2 separate regions of the Zea mays genome follow, and region 1 is linked to region 2. Evidence: chromatin contacts called from public Hi-C data. All regions are on one chromosome and are shown on one strand. The core of a region is the stretch at or near the end of the contact, and the rest is flanking DNA. Distances in the headings are between cores, read along the strand shown. Region 1 has its middle 23 kb from the start of LOC103633644. Region 2 holds the start of LOC100277753.

The links. Hi-C and Micro-C count contacts between places; a contact is called where the count stands out from the background.
Region 1: a Hi-C map of endosperm shows a contact between it and region 2, with 1.8 times the contacts expected there. The contact joins the enhancer-like site here to the promoter of LOC100277753 in region 2. A contact is called at or near these places in 3 of 25 Hi-C or Micro-C datasets (ear, endosperm and leaf) and 1 of 3 datasets of contacts at active chromatin or transcription factors (leaf).

The regions. Positions count from the first base shown.
Region 1 is chr7:2,362,919-2,366,790 of Zm-B73-REFERENCE-NAM-5.0, reverse strand. No RefSeq gene overlaps it. Among protein-coding and RNA genes, the nearest start is that of LOC103633644, 23 kb to the right of the region's middle. Within about 2 kb of position 2,535, at least 18 of the 20 cell types and tissues checked have an H3K27ac peak or open chromatin away from gene starts, as enhancers often do. A contact at or near this core is called in ear, endosperm and leaf, where this site is marked.
Region 2 is chr7:2,220,804-2,224,495 of Zm-B73-REFERENCE-NAM-5.0, reverse strand. It overlaps LOC100277753, which reads right to left and starts at 2,041. Exons shown (of 1, transcript NM_001372524.1): 1 at 468-2,041. The coding sequence starts at 2,002. The coding sequence ends at 584. LOC541825 (protein kinase CK2 catalytic subunit CK2 alpha-3) reads left to right here and starts at 2,497. Exons shown (of 10, transcript NM_001111506.2): 1 at 2,497-2,754. The coding sequence starts at 2,669.

The DNA of each region.
Region 1 (3,872 bases), core at 1,286-3,785, 140 kb before region 2:
AGCACTCCGTGTATGTACCACTGTGCGCAGAAACTGCTTTCTAGAGAGTAGTTAAATGGTCACTTTGTTTTATGCGTCCTCTACTAGCAGTAGCTAATAACTCAATAAAAACGGGGAAAAACCTGGGGGTACGGATTGGATATGCAGTTGAAATATGACATGTCAATTTTAGTAGCTTCACAATATCTTAATAAGGACACAAATTTAGTAGCATGCATAGCTATTTAGATGTTAGGATTACATGGTAGTATTGTTTACATAATTATTTAGATGGTTGTATCAATATTATTTGTCTAATTATTTACTTGACGGTAATGTTAGACGTAAGTGCATTGATTAATTTATGAATTTTTTTAACTGTATTAGATGGTAGTTATTATAATTACTGACATGATAGTTGTTATAAAAAATATGTGGTAGTATTATTTGCAGTGTTATAGGTGAGATGCCGGATCTAACGTGGGAGTATGGAGAGGAAATTAGGGATGGTTTTAGGTGCAAGTATTACCGTAAAGTGAAGAGCTAAAGAGGTGCTAAAAGATTGAAGTAGTAGCATCTGTATATTTGCTTTCGTCGTTTGAAGCTCCGTCCCTTCCTTCCAAGACCTAGCTAGTCCTAGACTACTACCTGCTCATCAGTCAAAAAATCGTATGAAGCAAAAAAAAAATCTAAGTATTACCGTATGAAGCAAAAAAAATCTAGATGAGAAATAAATTTTGATGGACAAATCAGCGGTATAAACGAAAAAATCTCGACAACAAAAAAAATCAGCGACGGTGAGGCTTGAACCCACAACCTCAAGGTTAAGAGTCTTACACTCTACCAACTGAGCTAGAGAGCAGTTATATATCCGAGCTCGGCGCCATAGATCTTGGCGCCGAGCTCGGTGCCACATCGGTGCCACGTCGTCGGGGTTGGGGCAGCGCAGCACGTACCTCGGCGCCATAGCCTATGGCGCCGAGATGTGTTACCTCGGCGCCATAGGCTATGGCGCCGAGCAAAGGGTCTAAAAATGACATTAAAATTTTTTAAGGTCTCAAACATGAATTTTTTTCCAACAAAAGGACAAAATACAAAAAATCCGGGCTTGTTGGCTTGTTTAAATATCATATATATGCAACAACCCTTATTTAAGAGTAGTACTCTATCTCTATGCGCGCATGTACTACTCGGATTTGTTGGTGGCGATGAAGACAAGTGTCACTAGTTATAGTGGTGAGCATCCTACTCTTGGGCCCGCTAGCTACCTACCTTGTGGACTTTGGCTTGTATATTAGTACTAGGACGACTTATTAAGCTACTAGTACTAAAAAGTGACAAAAAAATATCTAAAGATACGGAGGTCCCCATACCTAGCGCTGATATGTATATATATATATATATAGCATTCAACAGCAATTCACACTCGATTGGCTTGAGATGTCATGGTTTGAATTTAAATTCAAGTTTTTTGGACAAAGTCGTCAATTTTTAACAAAAAAGCATAAAAAACATACACATATAGTGTCTACTTTCTACCACGGGGTTCCCACGTGATGCTTTTGAGCAGGACGTCATTGTTGACCGAGTCAATGGTACGTGCGGGAGCATGTCCGATTGCCCAAGGATTTATACAGATTTAGGCCGATAGAATGTGTAACAACCTGCTTCCTGATGAGGTTGTATATTGGAATTCCAGTGGTGTACGCGGATTACAAAAAATGAGTTGGGGGTTGTGGAGGCTGAGTTCTCCTGGCGATCTAGTAGTGCGTGGTGTATATTCGGAATTCGGTCGCTTCCTCAGCCTAGTTAGTGCCGAGTATTTAGTGTGCAACCTATTCTTGTAAAATATTAGTGTTTCAATCTGCGAATAACTCGAACGTCCGGTCTTCGTCTTTCTGGATCGAGCTCGTCTGGCTTGGTTGTGACCCGAGGGCTTGTCTCGCTAGGTAAGCTATCGGATCAAACAGTACATGAGGTGTTTCTGTGTTCGTGAGGACTTGGAATAACCATCCTCACATATAGGTCTTGGATTATTGGATCAAGGAATATGACCAATACAGCTTGTTGGCTTGTTTAAATATCATATATATGCAACAACCCTTATTTAAGAGTAGTACTCTATCTCTATGCGCGCATGTACTACTCGAATTTGTTGGTGGCGATGAAGACAAGTGTCACTAGTTATAGTGGTGAGCATCCTACTCTTGGGCCCGCCAGCCAAGATATATACCAACAATCATGCGTACCGCGCGCGCAGCCCTACGTACGCCTCCGGTCCGTAGCTAGCTCTCTCTCTCTCTCTCTCTCTAGGCCAATTAGTTAATGCGCGCCACGACACCTTCTTCATGCGTGCGGAGGAGGAGCTGCGGTGCGGTGCGGGTGGTGGAGCGCCGTACGTGGCCAGTGATGCCGACCTGCACCCATAGCAAACAGACGGGCGCCGCCGCCGCCGCCGCCGCCGAGGTCAGGTCCGGTCCGGTCCTGTACGTCGCGCCAACGCCCATGCCCTCCCTCTCGCCATGCATGCACGTGGCGCGCCTCCTCCGCGGGGCAAAAGCGACGGCCACCTCCGCTCCTCTCCGTCCCACGCGCGCTTCCACTACTCCACTCCACGGCACGAGCCCGGCCGCCCGACAGTAAATGCCCCGCGGGCCCCGCCCCTGTCGCTCGCTCGTGCATGCGCGGTTCGCCGCCGGGCGCCGGGCGATCGATCGGGTTCGCTTTGGCAGACCAGGCAGGCGCGTCCGGCCGGAACGGCGCTCGAATGCTCCGGACGTTCCAAAGAAGAACCGAGAACGGAACGGAGTACGAATGCAGAGCTAGCGACCTAGCGCTACCGACAAAGGGCCTCAACGCATATGCATGCACAGGCACAAGCACAACCCCCCTCGAACAATTCTGCACTCCCGTTACGTACTGTAGGAGACATGCATCGACGACAAGCATGCATCGGGGACAGCTATGTAGATGCGCTGCTTACCTTGTCGGTAACTGCTCCACTAATGTTTTCGTCATTTCGGTAAACATATATATACAATATACAAGCATCTTGCTATAACTTCATACTACACACTCGGGGACGAACACACAGGATAAAATAGGAGCGAGATCATAGTTACAACAACGAGCATCAAAATAGCAGAGCAAGGACATCTAAATTTGGCTTGAGGATCTAATGGTGCAAATTTAGATTACTGCTTGTAACAAAGAAATAAGCGGGAGCCTATACCATGTAGAATTCTTCTATTAGGGGATGAGGAAGTTTGTTCCCACGAGAATGTAAATGGAAAAAAATATATCGTCCAACGGATAAACGGGGACGTTCCCATCCTCGTTTCCCACGGACATCCGTTAAACTTACACGTGGTGATGTTTCTATGTAATAGTTAATGATAAAAATAAATAATTACTTTCTCAATAGATCACTTATTGTACATATGCATTAATTTTTATGTATACATAATGATTTTTTAGATTTGATTTGTGTATAAGTGATAATGTTTTGTATTAATAACAAAGAAAATACGTTCTAACTATAATTTAAACGGGGACGAAGGATCATTGAAGGGGATTTATCCTCGTTGAGAACGGAGATGGAAAAAAAATATTCCCCATAAAAAATGGTAGAGATCCACAGAGGAAAAATTTTCTATCGCGAGGATATAAATGAGAAGCTAAAACCGGACATGTTACCATCCCTACCTGACTCCCATGCATATGATGCGTAGGTCCGCCCCTGTACACACTTGTTTTTTACTTTAGCCGGGCACCATAGATTTAAAAGAATCCATAATTTGCGTAAGTTCCCCAACACTATGCGCGTACATAGGCATCCAAAAGGAAGAACCGAAGAAAGGCGAAGGAGAACAAAGATGTCCAAAACGATAAAC
Region 2 (3,692 bases), core at 792-3,291:
GTGATGGCGTGAAGACATCACAGAAGGTGCTCTAATGAGTCTTTTGGCACAAGAGTTTGTCTAGTCATGACGACGAAGACGTCTGTACGCTAGAGATGGATTTGTGGTCAACGGGACAATGGAACGATGTGAAACGGTGGCCGAAGTATGGTTTTCGTGATGGATTTAGCATCAACGTTTATTTAGGGAGTCCTAACGAGGTTATTAAATGTAGAAATGAAATTGGGTTTTATATAGAGTTGTAAATTTAGGGATCTGATTTACATAACTGCTGGGGACGGACGGAACGCACCAAAATATGAGGGAGAGGAGGTTGTGGATGCGGGACGCTATTTTTTTTGAAAGAATGAGGAGGCTGTTGGAGTAAGAAAAACCACTATTCTTCACTAATATCTGTTTTGATTTAATTTACACGTTCCTTTGGAGTTGCTTAAAAAAATACCTAAACGTTCGTGTATCCGACTTGCATCATAAAAAAAGTAACAATAATATAATATCATGAGACTAAAAATAAATAGCTAAGAGACTAAAAATAAATAGCTAAGAGACTAAAAATATAATAGCATGAAAGAAATAGTAACATCTATGGAGATCCAATCTCTGAGACAGTACCTCCACCAAGGTGGAGCATGAAGAACTCCACCACGTCCATCTCGTAGGGCAGCCACGTCTGATTCCGATTAGCACCATATTCAGCCATGAAGATCGTCGCCTTGTTGTGCAAGTCGGGGATGGAGACTTCCTCCATGGCCTTGGTGTTAAGGTCGAGGATTAAGACGCCCCTGGCCCTGAACAGCGCGAGCAACGATCCATGGCTGAAGTTGCACCACCTCTCCAGCCGGTGCTTCAGATACCCGTCTACGTGTGGGAAAGGCACCGGCGCCACTGGTATGGTAAACAATGTGCGGGTCCACGCAGGGGTGGTGTCGCCTCCGCCTCCGCCTCCGGCTGCCTGAGTCCAAAGAATCACGTATATGAAGTACACGGAGGCGACCGCGAGCTCGCCGTCGCCGGTGACGTAGAGGAGTTGTTTGCCTCCGACACGGACGGGGATCCTTGTCAGGGAGACGCGTGCGGTGGCCACGTCCACGCTGAGCGTGTACGTGTGGTAGCCGCGTCTGTAGACTGAAGGCCGGTAGCGCAAACCGCCGTCGTCGACGCACAGCCAGTGCGCCGCGCCACGGTGGATGACCGCCGATCCGTCGCCCATCAGCGAGAAGGCGTTGCTGTCCAGGCATCCGGTGGGCTCGCTCCAGCTGCCCGTGGCGGCCGAGTACGAGTGCACGTACACGTCCACCACCCCTACCAGATAATGGAGATCTATTTGCTGGGTGATGACGAGCAGTTGTGAGAACTTGAAGCGCGCCGTCGCCGGCGGATGGTGCTGCGGCATATCGGCGGCCGTGACGATTGCGTAGCCGTTCAGTCTGCTACCGGCGAGGCTCCACTCCAGGGGTGGGAGGACGTGGCGGTAGCCGGTGACGGGGTTGCAGACGCCGAACAAGTGGCAGGCCTCCTCGTCAGGGGTGCGCGGGGCGAGCCGCACCAGCACGATGCCGCGGTGCGCGGCTAGGAGGTCGGCGTTGTCGAAGGCGGCGTCGTCGACGAGACGGCGGGCGCCCAGCGGCGAGCCCGGCGCCGGCAGGAAGGTCGGCGCGCACGACGACGCGCGCTGCTGCTGCTGCGCCGGCGGCGGCGGCGCCATCTGCGCCGGCATCAGCGACGTGTCGGGGCGATTGAACGGCGCGTCCTGCAGGAAGACGCCGAGCAGGCGCGCGCCGTGGCGGCCGTGACTGGGGAAGAGCTCGCGGAGGAAGGCCCGGTCTGTGAAGCGGCGGAGCCACCCGCGGCTTGTCACGGCGAACATGAAGAGGGACTTGACGTCGCCCACGCGGGAGAAGATCTCTTGTTGGAGGTGCTCCGGCAAATTCGAGATGCTAGAGACGACGCTTCTCTCTAGTCGACGACTCTTAGCAGCAGGCGTCGAGTCGTCGACCGCCATCGATGGATCGGATCGGGTGAATGAATGTCTGTGATCGATGGAGTAATTATACCTTATATGTGTATATATACACTCAATCAAACCAGCCCGAGGAAGACGCGAGATCGATCTGGCCGGATTATAAGCGGTTGAGGAGATCGAGGACGCGGATCGGATGAAAGGCAGCCCCGGAAGCGTTCGTATAACTGATTTCGCAAGAGATCGATATCTTGTTGGCCGGCCAGTTATCAGCCAGCCTGATCTCCGGCTCCCGTGCGGTGAGAGGACCCCAACCCCGCGGCCCACACGTCATCCACTCTAGCCACAGCATCTCACGTGCCGCCCCCCACCTCCACCCTTACCTCCCGGCATTTGGGTTACTGACGTGTGGGACCAGATCTAGGATGGACCCACACGTCAGTGACCCAACTGCAGAGGAAATAGCTGCAAAGGATCTCATCCCCCCACCTAGCACATCAACTCGGAGTCGGAGATTCCCCTCCCAGCCGTCGAAAGTCGAAACCCTAGCCCCGCCTCACCGCCGGCGGTGGTGGCAGCCTCAGCACCGGCACACAGCCCGCCGTACCTCTCCTCGTACGCTCCCTTCCGGTGTGCCGTCGCCCCCTCGACCGGTCCATCGTTCGTCGGCTCGGTAGCCGCCGGATCGGATCGGGATCGGCCGGCGCCATGTCCAAGGCCAGGGTCTACACCGACGTCAACGTGCTGCGCCCCAAGGAGTACTGGGACTACGAGGCGCTCACCGTTCAATGGGGGTCAGTGATCTCTTCCCCTCCCCTCCCTTCCGCTCCCTCGCCAGCTCGCGCGCTCTCCTCGCACGGCCTCGGCCATTGTCAATTTTGCCATTATCATTTGTGGGCTTCGCTAGTATGTTATCGGACCTACAAAACACAGATGTCCCATCAGTCATAGACAAGGGATGCATAATCACAGACAGCCAAAACTGAGAGTGGCAAAATAGCAAATTTCTCCTGCCCCCTTCGGTTTCGCCGTGGTATCCGTGCGGCGAAATCGCTTGGTCGGCTCGTAAGGTTGTGCTCGGCACCAGTAGTGTTCAGGTGGAGTTTCATGATGTGATTGTTCCCATTTTTAGCTCGCTCGGGTATAGTCATTTGTTTGGTGCACATGTTCTATAGCTTTGCTGGCGCAACTGGTTGGCCATGAGGTAGCTAGTTAGGCTGTTCACCTAATGACATAATAAGTGCTCATTAATCGCTCCTGCTAAACCTTCCTTTTTGTGATATACCTCGATATCACCACCATTAGGCCATGGATTACCGGTAATTATGAGCTAAAAAAATATTTGATTGCAATTTAATGGATGCCTCGCCACATGATTATGTTCTGAATGTAATTGTATTGCTTTCCTCAATTAGATTCGTCGAGGAGCTGGATTAGTTTAGTGGTTTTGCGAGGTGACATTTTCCTTAACTTGGCTTCTCAGTTTGTCGATTGATTCGGCAGGCATGTAAAACGTTGTTTGGACTGGTACTCAAGTTCTGTTGTCATTAACTTGGTTCAGGAGCGATATATGGTTATGTCCTATGTGTCATAACATACTACTGATTCATTTCATTGTGGTCTTGAATGCGAAACAACAATTCAAGGAAACAACTATGTCTATCTGTACAATCTTTCAACTCCTTTTCAGCTCCATCAACTGCTCAGTAGAGAGCTACATGCATTAAACAAA